Linked DNA regions of Danio rerio: region 2 is linked to region 1. The links are chromatin contacts, called in public Micro-C maps. All regions are on one chromosome and are shown on one strand. Each heading gives the region's core, a stretch centred on a gene start, on an enhancer-like site or on the middle of the called end of the contact. The rest is flanking DNA. Distances are from core to core; before and after follow the strand shown.

Evidence for each region. A called contact is a pair of places that touch in the nucleus more often than the background predicts.
Region 2: a contact with region 1 is called in a Micro-C map of caudal fin, with 2.5 times the contacts expected there. The contact joins the enhancer-like site here to the promoter of zfp36l1a in region 1. A contact is called at or near these places in 1 of 18 Hi-C or Micro-C datasets (caudal fin) and 1 of 4 datasets of contacts at active chromatin or transcription factors (caudal fin).

The regions. Positions count from the first base shown.
Region 1 is chr17:39,660,510-39,668,194 of GRCz12tu, forward strand. It overlaps zfp36l1a (zinc finger protein 36, C3H type-like 1a), which reads right to left and starts at 2,688. Exons shown (of 2, transcript NM_001077153.2): 1 at 2,502-2,688; 2 at 1-1,151. The coding sequence starts at 2,558. The coding sequence ends at 84.
Region 2 is chr17:39,709,456-39,717,140 of GRCz12tu, forward strand. No RefSeq gene overlaps it. Among named protein-coding and RNA genes, the nearest start is that of zfp36l1a, 50 kb to the left of the region's middle. Within about 2 kb of position 2,781, at least 13 of the 62 cell types and tissues checked have an H3K27ac peak or open chromatin away from gene starts, as enhancers often do. A contact at or near this core is called in caudal fin, where this site is marked.

The sequences.
Region 1 (7,685 bases), core at 1,438-3,937:
GAGGTGGAGGGAGTGCTAGCATCTCATCCTCTCAAGACTGCTGCATGCAGTGGAAAGGGGGACGGGGTCTGGCTCAGTGCGCTTTAGTCATCGGAGATGGAAAGCCTGCTGAAGATGGGCAGTCGGCGAGTGGTGTCAAGGACGGGAGATTCAGATCCACTTAGACTTCCACTTGAGCTGCTCTGGTAGCCCTCTTGGTCAGAAAGTGAGTCTGGCTGACTGGATGGAGACTCGTAGAGGTTTGGAGACTCTGACATTGCCCTGAAGTAGAAAGGGGTTGATGTTGGCGAAGGTGGCGCCTGGGAGGAAGGGTCAGAGCAGGACAAAGGTGCATTACCCAGGCTGGGGCTGAAGAAGTTGGCCAGCTCCTGGCTGGAATACGTGAAGGGGTTGCTGCTAGGCCACTCGGGCAGCTCATCGGGGGAAAATATAGGTGGTGGGGTGACTGAAGTGGGGCTGTCCCTCAAGCCTCCAGAGCTGGGGAACCCCGCGAAGCTGTAGCTGTGTTGCAGCCTTGGCCTCTCCATCTTGTTGGATGCTGAAAGGGGGGATGGGGTTGGAGGAGGCCCTCGTCGCTCTTCTGCATTGTGGATGAAGTGGCAGCGCGGGCCATAAGGGCAGAAGCCAATGGTGTGGAATGTGCGGCAAAGCTCAGTCTTGTACTTGGGATGGCGACTCAAGCTACGCAACTCATGAATGCCATGGGCAAACTGGCACTTGTCACCGTACTTGCAAGCTCCATTCTCCTCGAATGGCCTGCATAACTCTGTCTTGTAGCGGCTCGAGTTGACCTGGCTGTTGGGGCCTCCAGGGCCCGAACACTTCTGTAGCAGGCGATCCCCTGTCTCTGAGAAAGAGCGGTCTCGGAGTCGGTTCTCTTTGTTGCTGCTGCCGGTGGTTCCTGTCCCTGAACCAAGCAGGGATGGATCTGCCTTAGCAATGTTCAAAAACTGGTTTTGGTTGAGTTTGGTGTTAGCCGAAGTTACAGAGTGCCGGCGCTGGTAAACCCCACCAGTAGAGGGTGTCCCCACAGCCTTCCTGTCCAGCAGGCAACCAGTGGGGTTAGAGATGGACAGACTAGTCCCAGTGCAAGGGACGGAGACAGGGTGCGGAGAACTGAGGATGTTATTATTGTAGTTTAGCATTTTGTTCTAAAAAAAGGACAGAAAAAAAAACAACATTAATTTTTTTTGAAAGCCACAATGTGGTTGGCACGTCTTAACTGTTTTGCACTGGCTTTGTGTTATACCCATGAGTAAATACAGGCCTAAACAACTGCTAGTTTGGCTTGATGCCCACTTAGTGAACGCTTGACTGCCTCAGAAATGCAAAGACTGCTGTGCGTGTCTGATGAATAAAGACTGAACAACTTGTACAGTTTCAGAGGTGAGAAAACCTCAGTTTGCATACTTGTGGACACTGATGACCCTGTCTGATTTTAAAATGATCATCATCCTGCTTGAAACCTTTACATACCAACTAATTCTGCTTTTCACCACAAGAAAATATGAGTTTATATGTAGTACATAGATGGGTGTACATAAAATGGATTCCTAAACTTTTACACTTATCTAGCCAGTATATTATTATTATTATTATTATAGTACACTGCAAAAAAGTAGTAATTTAAATAAGAGTTTGCAAAAGTAAGGGTTACAGAAATATACACTAAACCCTTTATGATGCATCTGTACAGCACAGAAAAAAACACATTAACTCCACTGACAAATGATGTCCGACTGCAGTTATGGTTTAACCACATAAATGGACTCATATACAGCTTGACTCACTGTTTTTCTAAGTCACTCCTCTTAGTCAAAGTTTAATTCAATGAAATCATGGGACAGCCCTGACTTAGCACAGATTCACACACCATTCAAGTTTCTACACCCAAACAAGACATTTAAAACTATTTTCTCAGATAGGAGTATTTTTTCCTCTACATTTTATAGGTAGTGAAACCGGTTGTTCCAAACTTCAGTTGGTAAACAGATCAAAAGGAAGCACATACATAGATAGTTGAGTGAATACTCTTGTAAGGTATACTAAAGTCTGATTTAAAATAAAAAAGTATTTAGTCTGCGGTTATGCATGTATAATCTCAACTGAAATACATATTTACTTAAAGAACGTGTACCTTAATCACACTAAGTGAGCATTTTAAATGATCTTATAGAGGTAAACGAGTGATTAAAACGGTTCAATGTAATAGCAAGACGCAAAGAACATACACTTAAACATCTGTAATCAGACAATCCTCTTATGTTGTAAAATCACAGTCGTGGATTCTCCATAACAAGCCTAAAGGAGGAACTTTAATGGCTGCAAAACTCTAATCTTTAGTCTCGTTCATTTGGTCTCGGTTTAAACTGAGTAAAAGCAGTACTGTTGTATTTCATAGCGACTTAATTTCGCCTAAAACCACGCATTTAATCCTAGAAAGAAAGCCTGCCTCAACATTCCACAACACAAACTGATCCAGCTGAAACTTTTCTCCATACCTTGTTGTTGATCATTTCGCTGAAGTCGAAGAAAGGCGACACCACGGCTGTGGTCATCTTCCAATCGTTGATAAATAAACAGCGGAATAAAAAGCAGAAACTTCAAACTGTAACAAGCTAGTTCTGGTTGTGTAAACTTGTGTTGCCCTAAAAGAAACCCCCTCTGTCTTGCTCCTCCGTGGCCGCGCTGCATTTCCTTTTAACCCAAATGCAGGAGGAGCTTCGGGAGCGTCACATATGGGCGTTTCTCTGTTGCTCCGTTTCAAGTTTTCTTTTTTTTTTCTTCTCCTCTTTGCTTTCACTCGCGCATAGAAGTTACAACGCAGTTTAAAAGTTTAGTGCAGCTCTTCTGCTGTTCATTTATAAATCAGCAGTGTTGTGTGCAGTTGTTTGTTCCCATGATGACTGAAACTGCATTGTTTACGTTGTTGCGTATTTTCAACGCTTGTAATTGCAACTTATACATAATGTGAAGTATAATCTTATGCACATTTTTTTTCAGCTAGACTTTAGTTTTGGAATCTGCAAGTTATCACTAAACTGAAATGAATGTCAGGTACTAAAATAATGCACAATAACTTCTATTTAAAACAAGCATGGGGGAATTTTCTGCATGAATGCTTTAATAATCACCAATTATATTTCATTCTAAACGTTTTACTTTTGCTGGTCCAGTGGAGAGTGTTACATTGGTAAATAAAGTATATTTTTACACATTCTGTCACCTTGATTGATCCCAACAATCATTTTTTTTTTTTTTAAAGATGTCTAATGGATGTCTAATAGATGTCTAAAATTGTCTTGGCTAAAACAAGACTAAATTTGGGCTGTCAGTGAAATTCTTATAAATAAAGTATATTTTTACACATTCTGTCACCTTAAGTGATCTCAGCAAGCTTTTTTTGTTTTCAAAAGATGTTTAATAGATGTCCAATAGACATCTAAACATAGTTGTCTTGGCTAAAACATGACTAAATTTGGACTTTCAGTAAAAATCTATTAAATAAAGTATATTTTTACACGTCATCTCGAGTGATCCAGCAATAATTTTTAGTTCTTAAAAGATGTCTAATAGATGTATAATAAACATCTAAACATAGTAGTCTTGTCTAAAACATGACTAAATCTGGGCTGTCTGTAAAAATCTAAGGAATAAAGTATATTTTTTACATATTCTGTCACCTCGAGTGATCCCGGCAAGCTTTTTTGTTTTTAAAAGATGTTTAATAGATGTCTAATAGACATTTAAACATAGTCGTCTTGGCTAAAACATGACTAAATTTGGGCTGTCAGTCAAAATCTATTAAATAAAGCATATTTTTACACATTCTGTCACCTTAAGTGATCCAAACAAGCAATTTTTGTTCTTAAAAGATGTCTGAAAGATGTCTAATAGATGTCTAATTATAGTATTCTAGCTAAAACAAAAAATAGTTTGTGCGGTCAGTAAAAACCTATTAAATAAAGTAGATCTTTTCACAGTCACCTCAAGTGATCCCATCAAGCATTCTTTATTTTTTTAAGATGTCTAACAGATGTCTAATAGACCTGGCTAAAACAAGGCTAAATTTGGTCTGTCAGTGAAAACCTTATAGATGTCTTAGGATAGGCCAAAACTGTAGTCATTAGATAAACAGAAATTAATGACTATATATAAGTTGATCTAATCTGTCTATTTGACGACGAGTCTAGTTTTGGCTATTCTTAGATGGCTATTGGATTTTTACTGACAGACCAAGTTTGTCTACGTTTAGATCTCTATTAGACATCTAATAAACACAAAATTGTTTGCTGCTATTATTCATGTAAGTACTTCTGCATTAAAATGTACCATGAAAAAATCTAAATGCTGTATCAATTCAAATTCATTGGAGTAGCCTATACTGCTTTGAGATCAACATCAAAATTACATTACTCAGTCAGGACAAACCCCCTCCCGCAGCCCACCCGAGCAATCCATGACAGGGCAAGAACTGCACCCTTCGTCTGCACTGAGTCATTCTGTATTTGTGTTACAGCTGAGGAAGAACAGCACCACTTAGGACAAAAGTTTTTAGAGATGTTGGAGGAGGGTACAGATTTACTGGGGATGTTTGCTGCAATGCCCTGGGCTGTGTGGGGCGGGGGAGCGAGCACGGAGGGGAGGAAGGGGTCACAACACCCCTCTTCTTCCCTCCCAGCCAGAGGTGGAAGTTTTTATAAGGGTTTTTTTACTCTCTCTTTCCCTCCACACACACTTTAATAGCGCGCATTTCATGGAGACTGTAGGCGAGATGCAATGCTTGCATGTTTTTGCATTGATCTTCAATGTTTTTTTCTTCTGCATGTAAGAAGAAGTTTAACAAGTTCCCGGGTGCAGCGTAATCTCCCCCCGGGGTGTAAGAGAGACACAACCGAGAATGACAGGAGCTGTTGAGATTACATTTCAAAGTGTTTTCGGCCAAGTTATCAATACTTTGATGATAATGTAAACCACAAGATAGGATAGTGCAAGATTGCATTTTGTTACGCGATTATGACGTCACACGCGTTTATTTACATTGGATGTTGAAATGCTATGCACTATACACTGTGTATTTAAATTTATAAAATTTTATCTATTTAACCATTGTTATTTTAGTTTTTTGTGTTTCATCTTTGGTATTGTGTTGTATGTTTGTTCCTGATGGTTATGCAAAAAAAAAAAAAAAAAGTTTCTCACAGGTCCTGCAAATGATTTGTGGCGTTTGTGTGCGTTGAGTGTTTGTGCAGTGCGTGCTGTTGGCCTGTAGAGGGAGCGCTTTGTTTCAATCTGCGCTTAAAAGATTCCTGCACATCGGGTTTCCCGTTGTTTGTTGTGCAGAGAGAGGGAGCAGGAGAGACTTTTCAAATGGTATGAAATATACAGGATTACTTTGCTCTTTAAACTTTAAGTAGGCTATGTAGGAGGAACCATATGAGTTTCCAAGAGTTAGATATACTGAGGTAACCGCCCTGCTGGTACAACTAAGTTGATAACTCGAGTCATTTCATTTTTTTATATATATATATATATTCTACGTCCACAGATGACTTATTTATTTCCCCTCAGACAAATTATATTATATTATATTTTTCTTTCATTTGAGGTATGTTTACTTGGGGTGATTTGTGATTCTGCTATCCATCTAGCAGTTTTTTTTCTTCCAGTTTTTTCTATTTAAGGCGAGTGTTTTAAAGGCTAAGCACAATTGAAATGAGAAAAAAATTAATTGTCCATAAAAGCTTGGCCACAGTATCGTAAGTGGTACACCACTAGATCTCTCCAGTCATGTTTTTCTCATACAGCTCCTCTACAAAGTAGCTTTTTGCCCCCTCTGCTCTTTATAAAAGACTTCAGCTGTACAATGAGTTGCTTAAATGGTCGAGGCTAATGATCTGGATTGAAAAAGAAAAAAGTTTAACTCTAAAATATAAACAAGGGAGGTTAATGTGGCCTTCTTTTAGACCTCTAGAATATGGAAACAACATTAGCTTAAAGATATAGATTTTTAGCTATAAAACCACATTTCTTGGTTTCTCAGCAGTGAGAGCAGTGAATTGGTGAATGTTCAGAAAAAGGACAAAAATTGTGTGAGACTGATTACAGCAGCCAGAAGAGAAAACAATGTCAAATGTACAGTCCCGCCCATAGACGTTGCATTAGAAACACCTCGCAAAACATTAATCAGTTTTTTGTAATTTGGTTCAAAGATACGGTGAGAGCTTAACGTGCTGCAGTTGAAGAAAACACTTGCAACTACAAAAAACACTAGCAAACTGAGGAAAGATGTTCATTTATTTGACAGCACACGTGCTGCAAATCCGCACAATGCATACGCATAAAAAACACGCTGCATTTTCTCACAACGCAAACAAACTAATAAAATCCAACTGAATTTTTTCACAACGCAAACAATTTAGGAAAATGTGCTGCATTTACTTAAAATGCAAACAAACTAATAAAACGTGCTGCATCTACTCACAATTAAAATGAATAAAATGCACTGCATTTACTCACAAAACAAACAAATTAATCAAACGCGCTGCATTTTCTCACAAAGCAAACAATTTACGAAATCGTGCTGCATTTGCTCACAATGCAAAAAAATGATTAAACGTGCTGCATAAACTCAAAAACGCAAACAAATTAATTAAACGCACTGCATTTTCTCTTAATGCAAATAAATAAAACACGCTGCATTTACTCGCAACACAAAAAATTTATAAAACACACTGCATTTACAACACAAAAAAATTATAAAACACACTGCATTTACTCAGCGCAAAAAAATAATCATAAAACACTGCATTTACTCACAGCACAAAAAAATGTACGAAAATGTGCTGCATTTACTATACATTCACAATGCAAAAAATGTATTAAATGCTGCCTTTATTTACAACAAACAAATGAATAAAACACGCTGCATTTTCACAAAATGCAAACAATTTATGAAAACGTGCTGCACACTTACAAATAGCTCAGAATACAACTGAAGTGTTTTAAGGGGGAGCCTAAAACGTGACAGACCCAGCTATTTAGGTTATGGTTATTAGGGTTATAAAATACAAAAGACAAGCAAATCAGGATATTGAAATAAACTAACATAAACTCTCATTTTAAAGATCAATTTGGCAATAGTCACGGCACGGTGACATGCGTCACGTTTTTGAGGCCACTGTTTTGAGTCCCCCGATCCCCACATGTGCTGTTAAACGGATAAAGATCTTCTCTTAATTTGCTGGTGTTTTTTGTAATTGCATGTGTTTTCTTAAATTGCAGCTTGTTAAGCTCTCTCAGCCACCGTACAGCAATGATATAATACAAAGTATGGCTTTATAAATGTACATGTTAAAAAAAAATAAAAAATCTAAATATTAAAAAAATTCAAGGATTTAAAAAGTTAATGACCATAAAACGTTTCATCACCATTCATTATGCAATTCAAACTCACCGCTTTACAGTTTAAATAATAACTTATCTTTATTTATTTTTTATTTTTTTTGTTTAAAGACATGTACTAAAGCAGGCAGAACCAGAGGAAGCTGGAAACCAGACATTAGTGCAAAGGTAATGTGGACGAGAAGACGAGCCATGGGGGAAAATGTCAGGAAATAGTGAAACGATAGAGATATGATTATTGAAATAGAATTTCCTGTTTAACACGTGACATGCCAGGTCAG
Region 2 (7,685 bases), core at 1,531-4,030, 49 kb after region 1:
GCTCAGCTGTCAGGGGGGTGGTAGTGGTTTGGTGTTGTTTGACAGGGTGGGAGCGACATGTCTGAAGAGCGAGGATGGATGCGGTGGGGAGGGGTGAGAAGGGTGCGCGACGTATTTAAGGACTGGGATGGAGACGCATGATTTTCGGGAGATTATCTCTCGTTTGCGGGCACCCGGGAGTGTCTGTGCATTTGTGGGAGACTAACGAAACTTCCGGGAGACTTGAGATGCCTGGAATGACCTCCCGCCCTGCTCATAATTCTGTCTTTATATAGCCGTATGCCTATTACATGTCCATAATACACTGTGACATAACCAGGCTCGGATTGTAGCGCTTTCTCACTTCAATTGATCTGCTCCAGAGTTTGTTTCAATTGAGCCGATCTAGGAGCAATAGTTTTGACACTGATTCGAGCGCGATTGGTGGTTTCAAGTATGCCAAACGAACCGTGTCACTGGGCAAACGAGACTACAAAAGTGTAGGTGTGAAAGCACCCTAAGTCCTCACAGGAAAGTCCTCACTGGAAGTCAAAAGTAACATCAAGGAATCCAAGCATTCGCACTAGCATTTAGAGAGAAATACTTTTTAGCATTAGAATGCAGCTTCAGCTGCTATTTAAGATAGCAAATCAATAAAAAGATGTTTCTCAGAAAATGTTTGAGGCCTGTTTAATGTCTTGAGACTACTTGAAGAAATGTGTGATTTGTGACACATTACGGAGCAAGGGCATGTGGTGTGTGTGTGTTGTTTTGTACTTTGTTGTGTGTGAGACTTTGAAAGGAAGTGAGGTCACATCCTGCCCCACTATACCCAGTGGAAAGTGGCGTGAATAAGAAGCCCCCCAAATTTTTTTAAAAATCTTATTTTATCATGATTATAGTTAAGAAACTTTTTTTTATTTGAGGTGACAAACCTGAATTTCCCTCCTATTATGAAAAAAGTAATGCGATATAAATAAAACAGAGTTACTTCATAAACACCACAGTGACACAGTACATTCTTATCACACATCATCATACATTAAAACACACATATACAACATTTTTGGATACTTTATTGAATGTTGTTACTCTTAAATGAAAATGTGTATAAAGAGTGTAGTTGAATAATACACTAAAGTCTGTTAAGAGTTAAAGGTGCAGTAGGTGATCTGCCAAAAATTTAGTTTCCCTAATGGGATAATAAAGCTGAGTCTGAGTCTGAACCAAACCATGAAATCAGTGTAGGTTCACACCTCTAGTACTTTATAATACTACAATTCCAAATGAAAACTGTATTTTATCTGGCACATTTTCAGTTGTGTAGCAAGCAAAACTTGTCTCAAGTGCTTTGTACTAAAGCAACTACTGTATGCTTAGTGGTTGGCCGGTGGCATGCAGGAGTTATACTTATTACTACTACTTTTTACTATTTCAGAGTGAATATTCAGAGTAGCGGTAAACAATATAGAGAGCGTGTCCCAGGTTGACATTGCTCAAAAATAAACTAATGTAAATATAAAACCAACTTCAGCTTAGTAAATCAGACGAGGCAGAATAGCGCTGTTTACTGATGTGTTGTTGTTAAACAAAAAAAAAAAAATCACATAATCGATGCTATAAAAAAGACTATTGATAATAGTCACATCATTCTATTGCCGAAGAATTTCAGTAGCTGGACAACACTTCTGTGCAGATAACCCATTCATAAAACTGCAAAATCTGCATCAGCTTTGCATGACTAAAAGAGTTTTTTAAACATAACATTACTTGTCTAAAAGAAATACTTCAACCATGGTGTTGTCCTTCCTCCAGCATGCAAAAGTAACTCCAATATTGATTCAGGATTTTAAAAGGTTTTGATTCAGCATTTGTTTTTACTGCTGTCAGTCTCTCAAACAAGCAAAAGGCAAGAAAAAAAAAATCAAAGGGGGGCTAATAATTCTGACTTCAACTGTATGTCTTATTTATTAAGCATTTCATGCTCGAATTATTACATCCCAAATTAATATATTATTTTCTAATATTTATTAAAACATTTAGTAAGAAAAAATTGTATAATGCACATAAACACAGCTTAAAAGCACATTTAAAAACCCTATTCTACATGAGTTTTATTTAACTCAATAAGATTACTCATTTTAGATGAAACAACATCGACCAGTTCTGCGACTGACATGACATCAGCAGTATGTTAGTCTAGACAGAGGTGTCACACCTTCCTACATCTTCTGTGACGTGTTTTTGTGCCAGATAAGTGTACCAGGCTCAGTGATGACTGTACATGGCTGGAGATAGGATAACCTGCTACTTGCTGCATATTGGTAGTTCATGGATTTCCTTTTTTTTTTGTCGAACACAAGCAAGCCATTATTAAATTTCATCTCGAAAAGTATTTTCAAATGTGCATCCAATGGGGTTTTATCTGTGGTGATTTACACCACATGAATTTTATCCTCCCAAACCCCGAGGAGCATTTCTGATCTGTTTATTATTTCCGCACAGCTGAAAAAATACAACCATAAAGACAAAACGTCCAAAAACCTGTCTAAATTTTGTAGGTCAAAGCACTATTTTCTAAATGAATGGCTTATTTGAATGGTGTCTAAATACAGTGTTCGTGGTTCCTTTTGGTAAATGACAAAAAGCAAGAAAGCGCTGGTTATTGGTTATAAGGTTTGGTTATTTTAAATATTACACATCTCATTGCATTCAGGCATGCACGGGTTAGTTTCTAGGTGTGTGTGTGCTTACAACTGGGGCAGGATGTTCTGAGGTTACTCTCTGAAGTGCAGATATCGGCCTCTGTTGCTTTCGCGCACATGTTTTATCTCAGTGTGGAACATGCAGAGGAGTTTATAAGCACTGTGTACTGTTTCATGTCACGGTGCACATACAAAAACACAGCCGTGCACAACCCACAGCAATGCACACATTTAACCCTTTCCATGCCCACACAGGAAAACCCTTTTGCTTCGATTCAAAAGCAACACCTCCTAAATCTGCTCTAATGTCTTGCTTACTGTAATACGGTCCTAGCACAATGCTCCTAATGTTCCAACGAAAGCTGAAACATTGTGACATACTGTATATAATATCAGGCTGCTATTTCCATTCCGGGCCGCTGTGTGTTTAGTCTGATAGCCGTGATGTGATCAGAAGACTCTGATGACGCGGTCACTGCTCACCGCTAAATGCGGAGGTCAGTGACGTGGGTATCACACATCGTTTAGTAGCATTTTGTTGGCAAAAGTGGGCTGTGAAGTCCATTTTGTTGTTTTTTAGATTGCAATATTAAAGCAGTGAAGCATTTTGATCAAATGGGTAAAAATAAAACAGGTATTTTGAGGTCTAAACAGCTAAATAGAACATAGGTTGGGTTCTTTCCATAGATTTGCAGTACACACAAATTGGAACAGTCAAAATCAGTCCATGAACTTCAGCGGATTTAACTATATTATCACAAGGCAACAAGCTAGCATTAGCATAGCATTAGGTTCATCATTACCATAGTATCTGTGATATTTAGTTAATGCGTATTTAAACATAAACAAACTGGCAGGCACGTTAACATGTGTGAAGCATCTATGTGTGTGTATATGGATGACCTTTACGTCTATAATGTCTGTAGTGCACAACAAAAACAAATACAAAAGTTATGTGACATGGAATGAAAAAGATTGAGACTGATTGCAATGACTAAACTGCACTTCCTCAGCTCTTGATTTACACTGTAAAAATGCAGGATTCCACATAATTCATTCATGACCCAACACAAATCAATTAAATAAACTTAACACTTTTAACAAATTTATGTGGATTGAACATAAAAAATCAAGTTCTCAAGAAAAAATCTCAAGAATTGTGTTGTTTCAGCTCACTTTAATTAAGTAGTTTGAACAAGCCAAAAAATATGTTTTTTGAGTGTAGAAACACTCATGCATTGGTTTTCTGTAGCCGAATAGTAAAGTACACAGCAAAATTATCATTATTTTACGTTTTTTCTCGCAGCTGGGATGCCGTTAAAGAACATAAAATAACAGCCACTAAATGACAGAAATTCTCTTAAATTCATGTTTGTTATTTTACAGTGAATATCTGTAATTTAACGGTCGTTATTTTCTGTTATCTTTGCCAGAAAAAAATGTAAAATAACAGATTTTTTTTTTTACAGTGTAAGATAAGAAAACCCCAAGCATAGTGTTGTAATGTCCTTATAATTATAACTTTGGAATTAAAGCATATTTATATGTATAATGTCATTTTCAGGAAAGAAAAGTAACAACTATTTGGGTTGTGGTGTACTTGAACAAACAATCTAATTAAAGAAAGTTTTTTTTAGGCTTCATTCATTCATTCATTTTCTTTTTGGCTTACTCCCTTTATTAATCAAGGGTTGCCACAGCGGAATGAACCGAATACTTATCCAGCATATGTTCTACGCAACAGATGCCCTTCCAGCTGCAACCCATTACTGAAAAACACCCATACATTCTCATTCACACACATACACTACGGACGATTTAGGCGACCCAATTCAGCTGTAGTGCATGTGTTTGGACTTGTGGGGGAAACCGGAGCACCCGGAGGAAACCCACTTGAACGCGGGCAGAGCATGCAAACAAGACACAGAAATGCCAATTGACCAAGCTGAGGCTCGAACCAGCGACCTTCTTGGTCCTATTTAAGGTTCATAAAGTTATTTATTTATTTATTTATTTATTTATTTATTTAAAAGCAATTGAATGTGTTTTAGTTTCATTCATCACCACACCACAGTCAAAGATCTTTTCGAGTCTGAAGTTTGTTTATTAGCAGTCGGTTTTTTTGTGTGAAAACATGGATTAACAGTAAATTCTGTTATTGGAAGAGATTCTTTGTGTCATAAGTTACAAGAAAACACTTAATAATAACTGGAAAAGGTGTCATCACAGTCTGCGAAAATGGCCCATTATGAATAAACAACCTAATCTCAAGGGGAAAACATAACTAGATTAGTGTTTCAGGTGATGGCTAATTTATGACATACAGTCATACAGTCTCATTTGTATGCAAATGCAGGACTTTTTTTAAGTAAGCATGATATGAGCAGTGAGCAGATCATATGGAAATCTATGAATGAGATTATGCTAAAGTTGTCTAAACATAAACTACCGGTCAAAAGTTTGGGGTCAGAATAATTTTGAAATGTTTTTAAATAGGCTTTTCCTGCTCACCAAGGCTGCGTTTAAGTAGTAAAAAATACAGTACAAATTATTGCACTATAAAAAAAAACTTTTCAAGATTAGTTTATAATTGAATATAATTATTTATTCCAGTGGTTTCAGAGATGAATTTTCAGCTTCGTTACTCCAGTCTTCAGTCACATGATCCTTTAGATATCACTCTAATATTAATTCTTCTTCTTATTATTATTATTTTTATTATAATAATGGTAATAGTGATAAAAGCAATAATGACTGGAGTAATAATTTTATATAAAACTACATACGATACTCAAGCAAATTCAGCAACTCAAGCAGTTATTTAACATTTTTATAAACATTTAACATTTGTATAAACATTTAACATTTTTTCGTACATTTAATAAACGCCGCCTTGATAAACAGAATCAATTATTTAAAAAACTGACCCCCAAACTTTTGACCGGTAGTGTAGTTACAAATTGCTATGTTGAGGTTGTGTTGCAATAAACAGCATTTAAAAAGTGTGTACAGAGACTTAATTTAAGAACTACATTTGGACCACCAGACCATTTTTAAATGATACTTTTACATTCACCCCTGAGAGTGAATATTTGGCTACATCCTTCCTCACCAGTATTACCTTCCCTGGCCAAGGTCGGGCAAACTGAGCAATCCTTTGCTCCCTGTGTTTGTTCAGCAGGGTGATTACGGGAAGCGCCCGGATAAGTGGGTTTAAATAGAGCCAGAGTGCCTCCATTGGGAATTTGTTAATGATTTAAAGAACCCAAAAAAACAAGTCCTGGGAAACAGACTGCATTTATCCAGCTCCTCGGCCTTGTTTTCATCATCATCATAATGCATTATGTTTTGAAACTTTAAGCGTGGAATGGTTTCTCATGTTTTAATCTTGTTTTCATTCGAGCTCCGCAGGCCATAGCTTTTTCATGTTTTCCATGTGAAAAGTCCCACTCTGCAGGCCAGGTGTGTGTATGTTGGGGGGAGGGGGGGGACGTTTCAGGGTTAACTGTAATTCATACACTAGAAAAGTAAGTGCCCAAATTACCAACAAGCTAAAATAATTTCCTGTAGTGGTGCTTGGAAGCAGCTATTTCTGCCTCGCCTTGTTTATTTTGGTGGGGGGGTGGGGGGACAGAGTCAGAAAGGGTCTATGGACACATAATCCTCTCCAAAAAAAAAAAAAAAAAGTGATTTATTTATGAATTCCAGCCCTGAACTGCCCTCCTCCCCTCTCCGCTCGCATGCCTCTGGAGAGAGCGCGAGCCTGCCAGAAGTCATTGGCTGATGTTTACAAGACTGGATTGGCTATTTCCCATGGTGCCTTGTGCCTGCAGTGATATCTTATTTATGTAAGGCCCGATATGGGAGAACAGAAGATTTTATTTTGGGCTATTCCCCATAGATGGATCCGATTCCTCCAACTGGAGCTATTTCCTAAATACGTGCGGCCTTTCAGGTCTTAGACCATGTTAGTGGGTCTTGATAAAATCTTTATTAATTGTCACTTCTAGACAATTCTTGGGGAAATGTTGCTCGTGACAGGTTCTGGGCTTCATTTTCATTCGATTTAACTGGAAAATGAAGTTAAGTGCTTTTTGAAGGCCTAAGAACATGATACTGTCGACCACAGTATGGTGACCCGAAAGATGTCACTATCAAGAACTTTCTCTGAAACAAGCAAAAGGTTTTGCTCAGAGTCTGGACCGTTTTTATTGACTCTTTGAAACCACACGGTAGTCTGTTTCTGTTTTAAGACAATTCACACTAAGAACGATAAATGTAAAGGTATCTTTTATGCTAACTAAATTTAGCTTGAGTACTAGCAAATGATAACAGGCACTTGCTGAAGTTTTGTGCTCTGCCTCTTTAAATGCACAACCTCATGAATCAGGATAGATTCTGATTGGCTATCAGGGCGTTGTTGCTTAATAACTGTTAGGAATGTGATTCCAACAGTATTGGCATGTTCTTTTATCTCTGGGTCATTGTCATTATTGTATATAATATGATTGAAATCAAATCAGATATAGCACTGTGACATATCTAGGGAATCTGCAGACTTTTTTTGCTACTTCTGCTGAGAATTTTGGTAAAAATCTGCTGATTTCTGCGGAATTATTTTGGGAGTATCATAACTAAAACCTTACTATGTGAAATAAAAAATAATATCTTTTTATTCAAAGTTTAAAATGCAAATCCAGTTAGATTAACTTTATTTGGTAAACAAAGCAAGTCTCTCATATGATATTTCTATTAAAATACAGAAAATAATACTTGCAATACAAACTGCATTGTACATAAATTAGATGAACATTTTCATATTAGTCACTAAAATTACTGTAATTAATAAAAAACTGAATCAATAAAGATTCATACACAATTACTCAAGTAAATAAACAGAATTATTGATGGGCTAGAAAATCTGCAAAATTCTGCGCGCACAGATTCCGTGTGGGCCTCATATCTTAAAGGGTCTTGAAACACCAAAACACATTTTTTGAG